Linked DNA regions of Gossypium arboreum: region 1 is linked to region 2. The links are chromatin contacts, called in public Hi-C maps. All regions are on one chromosome and are shown on one strand. Each heading gives the region's core, a stretch centred on a gene start, on an enhancer-like site or on the middle of the called end of the contact. The rest is flanking DNA. Distances are from core to core; before and after follow the strand shown. Region 1 holds the start of LOC108462953. Region 2 holds the start of LOC108464043 (transcription factor SRM1-like).

Region 1 (3,304 bases), core at 305-2,804, 230 kb before region 2:
AAGAAAATATTAGTTTTTGCCATTTGCTGGTATTATATGTATATCTGAATTCGCTTTGTTTGTTGCATGTGGGATTCAATTAGACTTCCATACATTGTTTGTTGTATAGATTCTTTGGTCCTTTTGCTCAAATTTGCAAACTACTAGAGTGTGAAAATGAACAAAAGGTTCCAAAGTAATGTAGAAAGACAACATGCATGTAGCATATGTTTCAATGTAGAGAATAATAATTTTCAATCATTAAATATATATTTTAAAAGTAATATTTTTATTGATATGTTTGAGACATAGAGATATTTGATTGATACAAAGTTTCAAGTAATTTTTTTTTTTTAAATTGTCATTATCTCATTTTCTTAATGTTTTTGTACTATATCCTATACCTACATGACACCCTGTCAATCTTGCTTGTGTGATAATATGCCAAATAGTTTTCTTTATCTAATGTGTAAAAGTAAATTAATTTTACACATTTTGTAACCAAGTATTTGTTTGATGTAAAAGGAAAATTTAATGTTGAAGGGATATATTTTTATCAATATGATATAAATCTGATTTTCTTAGTTTATGTTTATAACATGTATATTTATATTGAGCATTTCCAATAATTTAATTATTATAGTTTGACTAAACTTGGCCATCGTCGAAGCTTAAATATGAGCAAACTCCATATGCAATCCAAGTTTTAGTCAATACTTCCAATTGTATTTATGGGACGAAATAATTATATTTTAAGATAAATTTCTTGTATATTAAAAATTTCGAGGTAAGATGGTCTTTTATACTTTTGTTAACTACTTTTGAAATTAAAAGTACTAAAAACTATTTCTTGGAAAATTGAAATTCTTTATTTGTATTACTATTATATCTTCAGTCTGATTTTTATGTAACTAATGTATTTATTTTTGGAAAAAATTTATAAATACAATTTGAATCACTAAAATTAAAATTAATTATTACAAAGTTTAATTATATTTTGATGTATGTGAATGGAGAAATTCTAAGTAACTAGGATATATTATATAAATTTAGATAGAGTCTGTGTGAGTTAAATTAAAATAAATCTAAAAAGAATATATACATAATTTACTAAGACTTAAATTTGAAATATTAAAGCCTTCGTGACCTTAACTTCAAAACAACTCATTGGTATTTTGACTGATCAACGATGGAAATATTAGGTTGGCATTAAGTTAAATGATAAGGAATTGGATAATTCTTTAAGTAAGTTTTTTTTTTTTTTTGTTTATTTAGAGATTTAATTTAGCTCAATTTTAAATTTAATCGAAGTTAAATACGATTATCGAATCATTGAAGGGTCTCAGCTAAAATATATATATATAATGTAAAGTGAATTATTTACGAAAAATTATTTTAAGGGTTCTTAACATATTATTTATGATCTCAACCAATTAAAAATAAATATTTTATCTTTTTTTCACGTTATCTCTTCTTACTAACTATATATGTGATGTAAAAAAAAGATGATGTTATTTTTAATTAATAGGGACTATAAATGATGTGGTAAGGAGAGATTATGATCTCTCCTTATTTTGATTAGAATGACTGAATCATTTTGTACAGGCATGGACTCAATGGTGTTGGCCCATTCATAAGTGAAAAATGGGCCGTCCAAGTCAAGCTCGTTAAGCAACAGATTAAACCCTCAGTACTGGCGTCGTTCGTTGTGAGCTTGGCGGTGTAAGCGGTTCTTTTTTTTAATTTTTTTCAGTTTCCGGCAAAACAAAAAAGTGCGGGCACCCACGAAATAATGGAAACGGAGAAGACAAAAACCACCACTTGCAGTAGCAATCAAGTATCGGAGATGGAAGAAGACACCACAACATCAAAAATGGATTCCCCCACCAATTCCCAGCAAACCAGTAGTTTTTTCTTCTCTTAGTCCTTTTATTCTCCTTTAATCTTCACTGGCTTCTCTACCATATATAATTGAAACTCCAGTAGAGAATTTAGCCCTCTTAGTGAATTTCTCGTAGTTTGGTTGCGATTTGTTGGCTAATTATATATATTAGTTAAATTCCAGTATTTAGAAATATTGATTTTGGTTATCCCCCGTTTCCATGCTATTTTTCTCTTTGGCTTCAAGGATCTCGACTAAATTCGAATTCGAGCTATGCGGGATGCTATTTCAGGGGCAAATTCTTCCAATGCTGTTTTCCCTTTACATGATTCAAACTAGAGACCTTGCCAAGCATTAGTCTTTTCCATGCTATCTTGAAACATGACAAGTTGGTATTGTTTAACATTTAAGGGTACCAACCAACGTTTGTTGGATCCGAGTACTTGGTACCCGTAATCAAGAAGTCTCTAGTTTGAATCTTGTGAAAGGAGGAAATAATGCTGGTAGCGTTTTGTCTTTCGTTTAGGAGCTCAACCCAACTTGACTCTAGATTTAGTCAGGTTCAATATTTGCCTTTTTATAGGATATAGAGTAATTTAGTTTTCAATCTATAGTACAATGGCCTGTGAAGTATTTAGCCAATTATACATTCTAGGTAAAAACACCTCTCCAATCCCTCTCAATTTCGATATTGGGTAAATTGGTTCCTCTCAAAAAAATCACTTAATGTTAATGTTTTTCTGTCTATTTTAGATAATTTTGATTGGTATAGCAACAAATTTAGCCTTCAAAGTTTACATATCCTGTCTCTTTTATATATTTTTGAAGCTAAAGTTTTATATATTCTTTTTAATTTTTATACTTTTTTCAGATAAAGCTTTTTAGAATCTAGACCAAATTGACAAAATATGTAAATATTGAGGGCTTATTTGTTATTATACCAATTAAAATTATATATAATTGATGAAAAACATTAATGTCGTGATTAATTTTCCTTGGTTGCTCACTTTCGAAATTACAAGGACTGGATTGCTTCGATTTTTTGAGAGGGGCCAATTTGCTTAATATTAAAATTGAAAAGGGTAGGAGAGGTGTTTTTACCTAAATTCATTAATATATTTGGTTTTGTAAGAAGTGGCAATAATATGAAGCAGCTATTCTTTCAGTTTTGTTATTGAAGAAAGAACAAATAAATTTTCTTTTATAGCATACATGATGAATATGAGTTGTTGTGGAACTGTCCATCTGCATATTAATATCTGGTCCTTCCATAAAATCTAATCGGAATTGTTGATTGTGCTGTGTGCATTTTCAGTTTCTGACGATGATGAGATAGACTATTCGATCAAACCAGAATTCTATGACCCGAACCTTGACGACAAAGATGAATTATGGGTCCAAAGTAAGAGGAAAGGTTGTGTTTCTGATGCCGTGCTAAGCTGT
Region 2 (3,120 bases), core at 29-2,528:
ATCAACAGCACTTAGCAAAGAATTCAAAAGATCTCCCTTTCAAGTTTATATAAGAAACAAGAAAATAAAAATCAATTAAAGCACCCAAAAGTACATTTTGCATTTATGAGGATACTTTAAGTTTCATTTCACGGTTTTATATTTTCTTCTAAAAAAAAATCATCAAACTTTAAGCAATAATCAAAAGAATTTTCGGGTAATAACAAAAATAGGAAACAAACTTCCTTAAAAAAAAAAAACTTTCAACGATGCCAAAAGAAGTAAAACCCAATTCAAGGGTTCCTTCAGAAATATATATATAATTTAATTTTCTCATTGAAGATTCCTACACAGTAATTCCAGGACTAAAGCAGAAAAAAGCTAACCTCATATTCCTTGCTGTTTCACTGTAGAAATCACCATAAAATTGAAAGACAAGCTACAACTAATATCAAGATTCTGACACTTGAACCAACCAAACAAATAAAAATCTAACCTTTGATGGAGCCAAATCCTACTCCATCCACTATCAACCTTTCCAATTTTTCTTTTTCTTTTTTTTTTTTTTTCCAAAATGTGTAAATATTTCTGCAATAAGTTTATATTATTTAAAGTACATGTAAAATTTTAACAACAAACAAGCATAAAATTCAAAAAAAGGAAAAAAAATATACCCAAAAAAGAAATCTCAAAAAAAGAACCAATTATTTGACAAATTTACGAAGGGCTTAGTACATACAAATTATAGATGATGTTGATGGGTTATCCTGAAAGTATCTACAAAGGAAGTTGCAGGATGGGTCAATTGTCCCATCACTTCCTGCAATAACTTTGCTACAAATTGTTACAGCTGGGATTGAAAAGCCTTACACCCTTCATCCCAAGTTGCTCAACATACACATTACACTCTAATCTGCCATTAATTTCTGCCAATATCATAACAAAGAGAAACTAAATATATTTTATATTAAAAAAACCCCACTTTTTCAGAGGAAAAAATCCCAAAAAAATTAACAAATTTAGATATCAGTAGAGAGATGTCATACTAATACTATAAGCATCCATAATCATTGACTATAAAATCATTACCTTTCTCTTACTTTTTCTTTTTCTTTTTTTTCTTTTTCTCGGTGCTTCTTGTTGGATAGATAGAATAAGAAATTAAGGAAGGAAAAAAAAAAGCAAAACAAAGTTTCAATATTTAATTTTATCAACAAGGTTACTCTTTTGGTCTTGTCTTTTCTCTTTTTTTCTTTTATCTGGGTTTCTCGCCTTATTTTATAGCTTTTAATCTAAAATATATATTTTTAAAATGGGGTATTTTATTTTGTTAAATTATGGTTTTGGTCCTTCTACAATATTAAATTTGATATTTAGTCTCTAAATTTTAATTTGATAAGAAAAGATAAAAAGAAAAATTTATATATTGAATTACTAAACAAAAACGAAAAATAATAAAATTTTCATTTATTTTAGAACAAAAAGTTCAAAAATTTTAACACCTATTCAACATAAAATCAAGTTGCAATTGTAAAAGTAGAAAATCGTGAAATTAAAGTATATCAATTTTAAGTATAATAAAGGGATCAAAATTACAATTTGACGCTTTTTTAATTTAATATTACCCTTTTATGAAGCAAAAGGCAAAGACCGAGTAAAGTGGACCTTTTGGGATGCTTAATTTGGGAATCCAACATTGTAAACAGATGTTTTCGGTTTATGCCTTTTTATTACATTTAGGGATAAACTAGAAGTGTGACTGTCTAGATACAATGTGCAAGCTGTCATGTAATAATGAAAGAACAAACCAACCATTTTTTGCCACGTAGGCAATAAGTCAAAATTCACGATTCTAGCAAACCACATGCTCCCTGGCCCATGGTTTTAATTATTGCAATTTATTGTGTTTCCACTTTCCACTCTTTCACACACAATTTAATTAGTAAGTTGGACAAGTAAAAATTATTTTAGGGCGAAAATAAATTTTAATTTTTATGATATTAAAATATAATTTTAAAAATTTAATTAAAATTTTATTATTTTTATAAAATTAAAGTATAATTTTTTAATTTAAAATTTTAAAGAATTAAAATAAAAAAATTATTTTAGAGAAATGGAGACTTGTGCCAACTCCTAAATTCACCCCTAATCATAAGGTTGATGTCCTTGCTTAACTTTTTTCTTTAAAATATTTCAAAATTCTAGTTTTCTTTTCATTAGAAGTAATAATTGATTAAGTAAATTACATTAATAATCATCCAATTATAAATAATTTTATTTTTATCACTTAATTACAAAAAATTTATTTAATTAGTAACATTTTGAAAATTAATTTTTTCACCCCGGAGGTTAAATTCCAACGGAGGCACTCTTTCATTGGTTTAATAACAAAGTTAGTCCCTCAAATCACCACTCATAACCATGGCACCCCTTCTCCACGCGGCGAAGACGTCTACATGGCCAAACTCACTGAGCAAGTCGAGCGCTATGAGGAGATGGTCAAGTTCATAGAGAATGCCGCCTCTGCCATCCCCCACCCCGACGAACTCTCTATCAAGGAACACAACCTCCTCTCTGTCGCATACAAGAACGTCACCGTGCGTCCGTCGCGCTTCATGGAAGATCGTCTCCTCCATCGAGCAGAAAGAGGAAGGTCATGGCAATGCCAACCACGATGTTGTGATCCTCCAGTACATATTCAAGATCGAGGCCGAGTTGTCAGAAGTATGCACTGGAATTTTGAAGCTCCTTGATAAGAACCTTGTTCCAACTACTAGAAACAGGGATACCAAGGTTGTTTTATGAAAATGAAGAGAGATTACCATAGGTACTTGGGTGAGTTTAAGATTGGTGATGACAAGAAAGCAATTGCCGAGAATACCCTAACTGGGCATAAATCTAATGGAACTTTGATGTTTCAAAAACTTTTGGCTAGCTTGTTTACATTTTTCATACAAACACTCAATAGATTGCAAATTTTAGATATTGAAATTACATTCAATTTCTTGGTCTTCATTGTCACCATTCACCAAACCACAATAACTACTATTTTAGTTTTAAGAACAACTACAAGCTTCTTTCAACTTCTTGAAAGATTTAGGAGATCAACAATGATTGTGATGGCGGCTATGGTTTGGTTAA

What was found. A called contact is a pair of places that touch in the nucleus more often than the background predicts.
Region 1: a contact with region 2 is called in a Hi-C map of leaf, with 1.8 times the contacts expected there. The contact joins the promoter of LOC108462953 here to the promoter of LOC108464043 in region 2. A contact is called at or near these places in 2 of 5 Hi-C or Micro-C datasets (both in leaf).

What each region holds. Positions count from the first base shown.
Region 1 is chr13:10,706,886-10,710,189 of ASM2569848v2, reverse strand. LOC108462953 reads left to right here and starts at 1,554. Exons shown (of 3, transcript XM_017762871.2): 1 at 1,554-1,883; 2 at 3,177-3,304. The coding sequence starts at 1,772. LOC108464525 (E3 ubiquitin-protein ligase RING1-like) reads left to right here. Exons shown (of 3, transcript XR_008277457.1): 3 at 1-259.
Region 2 is chr13:10,480,649-10,483,768 of ASM2569848v2, reverse strand. It overlaps LOC108464043 (transcription factor SRM1-like), which reads right to left and starts at 1,278. Exons shown (of 3, transcript XM_053024138.1): 1 at 1,069-1,278. It also overlaps the pseudogene LOC108461999.